Linked DNA regions of Lactuca sativa: region 2 is linked to region 1. A link is a contact called in public Hi-C data. All regions are on one chromosome and are shown on one strand. Each heading gives the region's core, a stretch centred on a gene start, on an enhancer-like site or on the middle of the called end of the contact. The rest is flanking DNA. Distances are from core to core; before and after follow the strand shown.

Evidence for each region. Hi-C and Micro-C count contacts between places; a contact is called where the count stands out from the background.
Region 2: a Hi-C map of leaf shows a contact between it and region 1, with 4 times the contacts expected there. The contact joins the promoter of LOC111911333 here to the promoter of LOC111908121 in region 1. A contact is called at or near these places in 2 of 4 Hi-C or Micro-C datasets (leaf and seed).

Annotation. Positions count from the first base shown.
Region 1 is chr4:393,599,474-393,605,040 of Lsat_Salinas_v11, reverse strand. It overlaps LOC111908121 (nuclear pore complex protein NUP58), which reads right to left and starts at 2,992. Exons shown (of 6, transcript XM_023903963.3): 1 at 2,575-2,992; 2 at 2,178-2,292; 3 at 1,649-2,116; 4 at 1,033-1,567; 5 at 822-862; 6 at 425-615. The coding sequence starts at 2,837. The coding sequence ends at 580.
Region 2 is chr4:394,357,222-394,362,657 of Lsat_Salinas_v11, reverse strand. It overlaps LOC111911333 (dof zinc finger protein DOF3.4), which reads right to left and starts at 4,058. Exons shown (of 1, transcript XM_023907132.3): 1 at 2,708-4,058. The coding sequence starts at 3,878. The coding sequence ends at 2,883.

The DNA of each region.
Region 1 (5,567 bases), core at 1,743-4,242:
CTCAGGTTGTTCTCGAAACAGTTAGGTTTTTTTAGGACCGGTCTTTTTCAGTTCGGTCTTTTTCAATTTGGTTTCAATATTCCTCAGTTTTAAGTTTTTTCCATTAACAAATATGATTAATATCAAAATGATATATTAAAATTGGGTTAATGTCATAAAACCAGTTATATATACAGCTTTGTTATGTTTTACTTTTAACCCTAATTTTTTTTTTGGGTTCATCATATACCATTATATTGTCAAAAACTTTTTATTTTTGTGTATTTAGCCAGACACAAATAGGTTATGATGACATGTCGGTTTGATTAGTTCAAACTGTGTGTTATAATGATCTGCAAAATATTGGTACATCTTTTAAAAGAAACCACAACTATAGAACTTTATAATGATCTACAAAATTAAATATTCTAAACACTTGAAGCAATTAGGAAAAATATATGTTTACTATTTAAAACAATGGATCTCATTGATCTTCAATTTTCACATTTTTTTCGGGTACAAATTACAATAATTAGTTGAAATGCTCTAAAAAAAACGAAACAAAAAAACAACGAGAAGAAATGGTAAAAAAAAACGACATTACCTCCTTCCTGTGCGACTTTTACCTCTTGCTTTCTGTAATTAACATGACAATTTTTACTATTAGTAACAACCATAAAAATAAATATCGTTAGATACAAAAATAAAAAAAATACTTTCATTGATTTTGTTTATTATATTTATAGCATCCTACTTCAATCTATTTCTATTAAAATACATACAAGTAATAAACAAATCTACTAAGCTTCAATTTAAGACAGTCAACGAAAACTTTGACTTACTGATTGAGTATTAAAGCTTGCCCCTGATCCTGTTGCTGCCCCTATATTCAATTCACACCAAAATTTAACAAATTAATAAACAAACAATGAAACATACGTTAACAAAAGTTACATAAATAGTCCCTATGGTTTACCAAAGGTCACAAACTCAGTCCTTGCTAACTTTTTAGAAGTTTGTAAATTAAAATTTATTAAAAAAAAAAAGGGTTACCTGTACCAAATGGTGTAGAAAATGTGGAGGCTCCACTTGCGGGATTTGAAGCAAACGGTGTAGAAAACAGGGATCCGCCACCTGTCGATGTGGGCCCCAACGCAGGTGTCGAAGTCGAAAACGCCCCAAAAATCGATGTTTGAGGGGTCCCGCCACTCGATCCAAACAAATTTGATGACGGGGCAGAAGGAGCAGGAGTTGAAAACAAAGAAGACGATGACGTGGCACCAAACGGAGTACTAAACAGCCCTGAACCAGACGCCACATTGGCAGCAGCCCCCACAGGTGGAGTAGCAACAGCAGCAGCAGATGACGTGGCAGCAGCAGGTGTTGCTGAGCTGGCAAGTAACGTGCCAGATGGCTGTGAGTTAGATGGGAGATGTAATGTCGGATGTACCCTTCGGGCAGCAGCTGCCCGTTTCGCGGTTTCTCTCCGGTCAGCCTCGAGAAACGGATCGTTTGTGTCTCCTCTTCCACGTTGATCAGAAAGATATGCGGTTTTCATCGACTCCATATACTGATGAATACTCTCCACCTTAAAAAAAATATATGAAATCATAAAGCAAATCATGATTCATGAAATTCATAATTGTTTGTTTATTAGTTATATATTTACCTTTGATGCTACATACACAAAGAAGTCATGAACGTTTGACATGACTTTTGGAAGAGATTCAAGCAACGAAGGGTTGGAATTCATGGAGTTGTTCTTGGAAGATTCTAGAAGCAGCTGTTCTAATTCCTCCACCCACTGGCGGCATTCGTGAAGATATTTATCAAATCTGGCAACTGTTTGTTGGAAGAATGGGGAGGGTTTGCGAGGGAGGCCGGTGTAGAAATCATATACAGGTACTATGGCGGAGGTTGTAGGTTGAGTGGTGGTGGTGGTGGTGGTTGGTGGAGCTCCGGGAGCTTGTGGTGGTGTTGTGGTGGTGGCTTTGTTTGGGTGTTGAAACCTGGAACGGAGGATCATGAAGGAACGAACAGCAATCTCTGTGTTTCTTAGCATGTCTTTGACATTTGATGTGAGTTCTTGTAACAGAAGCTTTTGTCGATCCATGGCTGTAGTGATTCCACCAAGTTCCTGTTGAAATAAAGTCGATAAGAAGTTTTTTTCATTACTTTTTACACTAAGAAGAAAGTACCTGAACAATGTGACTTGCATCAAGCTCAAAGCCATCATTGGAGACTGAAGAATCATAGAGTCTTCCACACTGATCCAAACGTTGGCTTTCATCTCTATACTCCAGTATTCTCTCTCTGTTACAAGTAACATTCAAATTCAGAATTCATTAAGTTTGTGCAAAACCCACACCGATATCATTCTAATTGCAGCTGTGTTTTGAAAATTCAATTAGTTAGCAAACGTGTTGTGAATCCTGATCTATTTAAAGGCGGAAAATCAGACTCATTGACATCTGAAATTGCAACGGAAACATACGTCTAATAAAGGAACATCGATTCTTCATGTGATTTTGATAAATTCATTGTATAATCAACAAAAAGGAAAAAACGCAAGTTATGGATGCATATAAATCTTACTCGATTTGAAGGAGAAACTTCTGAGAATCGGGATGGAGGTCGGACCATTTAGTCCCGTAGGTAGCCGGAGTCTTCTCATTTGTAAACAGAAAAAGTTGATTCTGTTGCTGCTGCAATTGCTGCTGTTGCTGTTGCAGAAGCTGTTGTTGCTGTGGTTGAAAGAAGGGGATGCCGCCACTCGGTTGAAACGGCGATTGCTGTTGTTGTTGTTGGGGTTGAAATAGTGAAGGTTGTTGTTGTTGTGGCGTGAATGAAAACGCCATTGCTACCTGTAACAGAGATTCAACTGCTGTGATGTGTTTGGCTGATGATTTTGACAGAATTGGGGCGAAGAAAGATCGGAAATTTTCAAAAACCCATTGCTTTAAAACCCTAGATTTATCAGACGATGAGAGGGAAACTTGAGGGAGAAAAGTAATTTGCGCTTCATGATGGACTTAACTTAACTTAGTCCATTGGAAACGGCCCACTTACAAGTTAGTGGATTTATCATTTGAGTAACCATTTATCCATCAATATTTAACAAATCTTTCATATTTTGTTTATATGTATTAAAACTCTTATATTTTCCCTTATTTTTAAGATTTATTTAAATATAGGTTTTTTTTTAGAGGTTACTTGTTATTTTGTGACATAACATTATTCTTTTTAAGTTGGCAAGGAAAAAATTTAAACAATGTCAGTTATTTTTGCTTGAATAAATGATCGTTCATTAAATGATTTATTTATCATGTTTTACCTTATATAAGAGGCAAAGTCACTTATTTTTGTTTTCATGTTAACACGAAAATGAAAAAAATAAATGTCAAAAACAACCGGTAATTTCTTTATTAAATTGTATATTTGAATTATGTGAAAGGTAAATGAAAATATAAGTTTTCTGAATAAAAACAATATGTAAGAGTTTTTATAAATGATTGTATTTTTCTATATTTGTCCTTGTGTTAAGTTATAAAAATAATTGATTTAGTTTGATATATAGAAAATGAAATAATCATAAACGAACAAATTGGAAAATGTCTTCTTAAGAATTGACTATCTTTTAACATTATTAATAACATAACCAGATATATTTTGGTATATATGTGTTTTTCTTATTTGCAAATATGTACCAAATGTGCCTTTTATTTGACATTTGGTATTTTGTTGGATTCACATACATTTCTTAAAATGTCACAGAAATTTTGAGGAAATTTTGGATAGGTCATTGAAACTCACATCGTATGAGTTTAGGGAAAAAAATTGTCTTTAAAAAACATTTAAGCATTTTTAAAGAGTTATATTAGTTCCCCAACAATTTACATAACATGAAAAGGTTTGAAAGTTTAATATTCGAGGGTGTTGAATTATAACAAAACAAAACTCAAAAGTGAACAACTACATACTTAAAATTTTAAGAATATCCAATATATCTCTTTTGTACATGCTTCAATCTCTAAATTTGAGTGTACATCAAAATAGTAACCTAAGACATGAAAAGCCTAGTTGATAACCTGTAGTTTAACTTCCGAATGAAATTGGATGGAAATAGTCCAACTCTAAAGTCAAACTCAAAAAATAAATGGATGGAAATAATCCAACTCTAAAGTCAAACTCACAAAATAATTTCAATATCATTTTAACCCAAGTTTTCTACACTCAAAACTAGTCACTTTTTATTATGGCTTCGATGGAATAATGGCACAAACAAGATAATAGCATCACACCTAACAATTGTCTAGAGTCTCTGATTATAAGTCCAACATTTTTGAGATGTGTGACCATCCCACATGGGACCATGGAATGGGTTTGCAAAGTATATCCTTAACTTAAAGCTTAAGTGTCACATAGAGGAAATTGTCACAAAGAAAAAACTTCAACACAAATGAAATAGTCACACACACAAAATAGGATAATTCCCAAAAGTGACCCGTAAATCCTAAGTGTATACACATATATGATGCTTAGACAAGCTTTCAAATTGAATTTAATATTTCCCCAAATAATACACTTTCAAGATATGTTTCATGTATGCAACAATAACATATAATAGTCACCTCAAGTCTTCTATTTATTCTTTACACTTCACTTTCGTTATAATATGGTTTGGGGACTTAATGTCCACCTAATATTAACAATAGTTAGGTAAAAACCTCTTTTTGTGCCACCAACACCCATTTCTCGAATCATTTCAACTTTTCTAATATCTTATGAATTAAACTTATCCTGATGAGACGTTTCTCTCTTTGTATCTACACAATAGGGATTGATATTTTCTTCCATGTGATGCCTTAAACAGATCCATCCTAATAATTGATTTGTAACTATTATTATATGAAAATTCAATTAACAGGAGATACTCATCCGGTCATCCCAATTTCCATCAAATTCGAAAATACATACATGAAGCATATCTTCTAATATTTGGATGCTTCTTTTACTTTGCATGTTGGTGTGTGGGTGATAAGGGTGCTTAAACATAGTTTGAGTAGTCGATGCTTCTACAGTGGTCTCGTTAAACAACAGTCAGGTTGATGAGCGCTTGAATTATGTGGAGAAGCCCCTGGCGATTCTAGATAGGAAAACTAAGACTCTTCGTAACAAGGAGGTGAGTCTAGTGAAGGTGTAATGGCAGCACCGCAAGGGCTTTGAGTGGACGTGGGAACCAGAGGGCGAAATGAGGGAGCACTATCTAGAATTATTCGAGGGAGCAGACTTAGGGGACGAAATCTAATTCAAGTGGGGGAGATTTGTAACATTCTGAATGCAGGTATTTACCATTTTAACCCTTGGAATGAAACGTATTTGCAAAGGAGGTCCCTACGTACGCTGGGCGTAAATATGCGTATGCTTAGCGAACTAGGGTGGTTTGGACGCGGACATGCACCACGTACTCGGGGTGTACTAAGGCATACGCAGTGGCCTAGGACAAAAACCCTAATTTTAAGGCATGAACCCTATTTAAACACTCTTATGCCATTTGGACCTAACCCTAAACATCCTCCATTGCCTCT
Region 2 (5,436 bases), core at 2,809-5,308, 760 kb before region 1:
TGCGGTTTTTCTTTGCAGTTTTTTGCGGTTCGGTTTTTTTTGCGGTTTTTTTTTTTTCCTGTTTTGCCTTTTTACTAAAACTCAAGTAACTCGGCGAGTTACTTTAACTCAAATGAGGAGTGGTAATCATTTATTGGAATCAAATTACTTAACCACTCATTCAACATGTTTCTAATGCTTCAATATAATGTGAATTTAATATAGTATGTGTTTCACAAGTACATACGATAATATCAATTAATGTATTCATAAAAATGATACTATATCACTAGTACTCTTCATATTCAAATGTTAAAAAAATGTCATAAACATTATTTGTTATTGTAAATATCATTGAACGTATGCTTAAAAATATACAATCATTTTCCGATAGATATGATAGATATTTACATTTATAGAAATTTTAATTGTCATAAGTTCTTGGTTCTTACAAATATCAACACTTCATATATATATATATATATATATATATATATATATATATATATATATATATATATATATATATATATATATATACACGGTGCAGTTTGGTTTTTTGCGGTTTTTGCGAGACTAGAAACCGCACAACACCAAGTATTTTCGGCTTTTGCAAAACTAAAAACCGCACCATCGGTTTTCATTTCGGTTTCGGTTTATGCGGTTTTTTCGGGTTTTTTGGTTTGCGGTTCGGTTTTTGCTCACCCCTAATAAATACTATTATAAAAATAAAATTACACCTTTCATCTTTTAGTTTGCAACTATAGCTATCAACCGTGAGCTATTAGTTTTCATATTTTGGTTATTTTTGCTAAATATACTATTGATTTATGAGTTTTGTTTAAAATAAAATCTTTAAATTCATACTTCGAATAATATATTTTTAATTCAATTTTTTTAAAAGTTACGAATAAAATCTCATAAAAAGTTCGTTACATATATACCATGTAATTATAAAACAAGTCATTTATAAAGATAATATGTTTTATTCAAATGTCGATATCCATTAATCAACAACTTGATCAATCTTTCTTCTTTGTAACGAATACCTTTGAAGAAACATTGAAAACGAGTATGTAAGAAGGCGAAAGTTATGCCAACTAGTCATGGATGATATATGTTTACCAAGTAATTCATTAGAATACGTACGTAAGAATGAATTCTATAGTTATGAATTTTAGGCTATCTTAATATTAGTGCCATGTGCCAACACTTGGACAAGTAAACTGGCTTTATTTTAAAGATGTTTGAACATCACAAAACTTGGCGCAAATTGCATGTAATTAGTAATTGTCATTAGATCTCCAATCTCAAGAAACTAGGAAGCAAGATTAGTTAGTGTTGTAATCCTAGCATCTGGTTGGCTTTGTCTCTATAATAAATTTTGGTCGGTTAAAAAGAAAATTTGTTGTAATTCTTTTATTTTTTTTTGGCAAACGGATCTTTAATTTATTCAATTATAATAAAATTTAGAGCATGATCAACATATAATATGACACGTATTACTTTTGTCACATCAAAAACATTCTTCAATATGATAATCTCCTTCAAAAGGGTTTAAGAAAAAATTAACCATATTTCTCTAGATATTGATTTAATAATTAAAGGAATACCCTAAAATACAAAGGTAAGAGTACAATTTTTGGGATCTTCTAATTCAGTTTTTAAGAAAAAAAATTTGTTTGTTAGTAAAAACTTTTACCCATACGCTAAAATAAAAAAAAATTCAAAATCCAAAAATTAATTCAAATAGTGTTTAACAAAAAAAAACAACTCTTTTAAGGTTTTACAAAAACTTTTACCTTTTAGCTAAATTAAAAACCTCATAATCCAAAAACTAGTTTAATTTTAACAAAAAAACTCTTCTAAAATTTTACAAATTAGCTTAGTTACTGTTTTTAAAAAATCAATAGCATGTACTATATAGTCAATTTTATGGAATTTTATGCCTTACATTTTTTTTAATTATTTTTGCAAACATGCATAATAAAAGCTATAATTATTAACTACTAACTAATTTTGTCAAACATCCCTTCTAAACACGCTTCCATTTTATGTTCAATTTACCACAACTTATTTACAATAACTTTATCAATTAAAATCCTCTATTAATAATCAATTAACTAACCTAATTGTCATTCTTATAAGCTGCAGGTGGATCAAAATTTTAAACTAATTTAATATCTTGAACAGTGAACTCAAGAATCTTCTGTTTTGCTCCATCATTCTTCCACTAGCCAGAAAAGGCAAATCAGCCCTAAATATGTTGAGTTAACCAAGAAGATATGCTCACTTATCTATGTGTTTTTGCCCACTCTTTTGATTCCAATACTATTTTAATATACTCCTCTCATTAAAAAAAACTAAAGCAATTTAAACTAAAAATGCATGAAAGACACAATTTTAACTAATACTCAGTATATATATATATATATATATATATATATATATATATATATATATATATATATATATATATATATATATATATATATATATATATATATTATGTTAAACTCATTTTTAGCCAGCCATACATTATTATGAATCTTGAAAAAAAATTCCAAGGTTTTCACATCGAAAGTCATCAAATCAGAGTATTAAAAGTAAATTTTTTTTTTCCTTTTTTTTTTCTGTAAAAGAAACACTTTGCATGTGAAGAGGACGCGGATTGCTAAGCTTGAAAAGACGAGGAACATTTAAACAAACAGTGAGTTGCAAAAGTATGTGATACAGATTAAACACTCTTTAATTAAAAGCACACATACATCGTATTAAATAACAAACCATATTCATATACCACACCCCAAATTAATCACCAGAAACTGAAGTAACTGCAAACCCTAAGCTATGATCATAACTATGAATTAACAAAAAAAAAATGAAATAAAAATATTCTTGATTTAAGGGTATGCACCATTAGCAGCAGCTAGATCGGACCATGGAAGGCTTTGATTCCAAAACCCCAGCTCACCACTCGCAAGAACTGGAGAAGAATCCAAGATCGTTGAAGTTGATATTGAGGATGAAGTGTTGGCGACATTGCTACCCAAGATCAAAGGTGTCGTTTGATCATGATGGAAGTAGTTAACAGGAGATGATGATCTCAACCGTTGATACCGTTGACCTTGATTGTTTTCTGTATTTTGAACTTCATGACCACTGTTCATCATCCCTTGTTGATGTTGTTCATGGTGGTTTTGTTGAGCTTGTTGGTTTACTTGATTGTTTCTCCACAAAGAGCTGCATAGTCCTAATGATGATGCTTGACCTAAAGGTTCGAATCCTAGGTTAGACATGTGTGATCCAACCATAAAGCCTTGATCTTTGATGTGGGTTACGGAATTTGATGCAAAATTAGGGTTAGGGTTTTGTGTGGCTCTGAGTAGTGAAAGAAGATGAGAGGTTTGTGGAGGAGCAGACCATAGAATTGGGTTGTGAGTAAATTCATGTTCGAAACCGTTGATGAAACCGGACTTTCCAAGCTCAGATGAAACTACAGCTTTCAGTTTTCCGTTGGAGGAGATTGGTTTTCCGATGGTGGTTGCTATGGTAGTGCCTTTGTTTTTCCGGCAACCACCACCAATTGGGACGTTACGTAGTGCTCCGCCTTTGGTCCAGTAACGCCTGCAAGTCTTGCAGAAATGGCGTGGCTGAGTGAGGTTGTAGTTGTTGTAGTAACAAAACTTTGTGTTGGCGGAATCACATCGTGGGCATCTTAACTTCTGGTTGTCGGAGGTGGTGGGGTTGGCGGCTGTGGGGGCGTTGGTGGTGGCGGTGTTGGTGGTGGAAGAAGAGGGTGATGGAGAAGGCGAAGGTTCGAAGGCTCCAGATACAGGAAGATCTCTGTCTCTATTTAAAAGTCCAGTAGCACCTCCACCAAATAGCTCTTGGATCATCTTTAGCTTTCTCGATTTGAAGATGAATTTAAAGAAAGAAACAAGAAAGTGATGAGAAAAAAACAACAACAAAGTTGGATTTCTTGTACTCTTTGTGATGAAAATTAGGAGAGAGAAGAAATGGAAACAAGAGTTGCCTTTGTCGTTTGAATGGCTTTTGGCCAAAAAATAGGGAGATCAAGAATGTGAGGGTTCTTGCTTTAATATTGTAAAATCCCCGCGGGGGGGGGGGGGGGGGGGGGGGGGGGGGGGGGGGGGGGCGGGGGTGTTGATGCATATAAATAGTTTATTTACACATTTTTTTTAACAGGCAAATATATACATCTTAATTCCAGTCCAATATTTGATGAGACCTGAATTATCAACTTCAAAGTAGACAATATTGTTACTGTTGGGTTAAAAGTTTTTAGGTAAAATATTTCTGAATGTTACATTTTTAAGAGATTATTATTAATTTTTTTTTTATTGATTATTCAATATTATTGAAACACATCCTTCTTTGTTTTTTATTGACTATTCAATATACAACGATATATTTTTATGTTTTGTATATTTAATCTTTTATCTTTAAATTATTATTTTCTTTTACCTCATCAACTATATTTTATTTTATTTTATTTTTATTTATTTACTAATTAATTATTTATATTGAATATTTAGTGATATTTCTTTATGAAATATAAATTTAAAACAATTATGTAATATTTTTATAAATTTTATTTATTTATTGGTTTTTTCATATTATTTTTTCCAAGAAATGTATTGTGATAAATTACTTTTGAAATAAAATATTGTAATATTTCTAGTTATTTAAAGTGTTGCATGTATTTAAAAATGACTAGTTAAATGAAGGTCTTTTATAAAATATTTTAGATAGTGATAAATTTGTTAAACATAAAAAAAAAAACTAGCTTAACCAATAGAGATATAATTAATATAGAAGTTAAAATTAATAGAATGATAAAGTTACTATAACTTTTAAGTCATAATATATGATTATTACTGAAGATGCTTTGATTTAAATATTTTTCATATATGCTTTGATTTCAATATTTTTCATATATTAACAGCCACAAATTAGTGTAAACTATTTCAATTACAAGATAATATTTTTTTAATATTTTTAATAATAAAATGAAAATACATATGGGATTAAAAGAAATGATAGAAAGATTTTATTAAACAACATTATATTATACGTTATTTAAAAAGTTAAGCATTAGTTTTTCTTTTTTTTTTTTTTTTTATTATTTATAAGCATAAAAAATATTTTATTTAATTGGAAGTGCAAAATAATATAGATTTTAATTAATCAAAAAATAAAAATTATTATAAATAGTATTAAATAAAAAAAATATAAATATTTTATAACGTTAAGATATTTTTAGCTTCAAAACACTTCTATTGGTTCAAACTTTCAAAATAACTAAATTAATAGTTATTAAAGTAATCAGTTATAATAATAATTGAATTAATTACAGTTGTTAAACTAGTTTATAATCTGTAAGAACTATGATTATAAAATTAATTAAAATTGTTATATTAAAATTTAAAATTA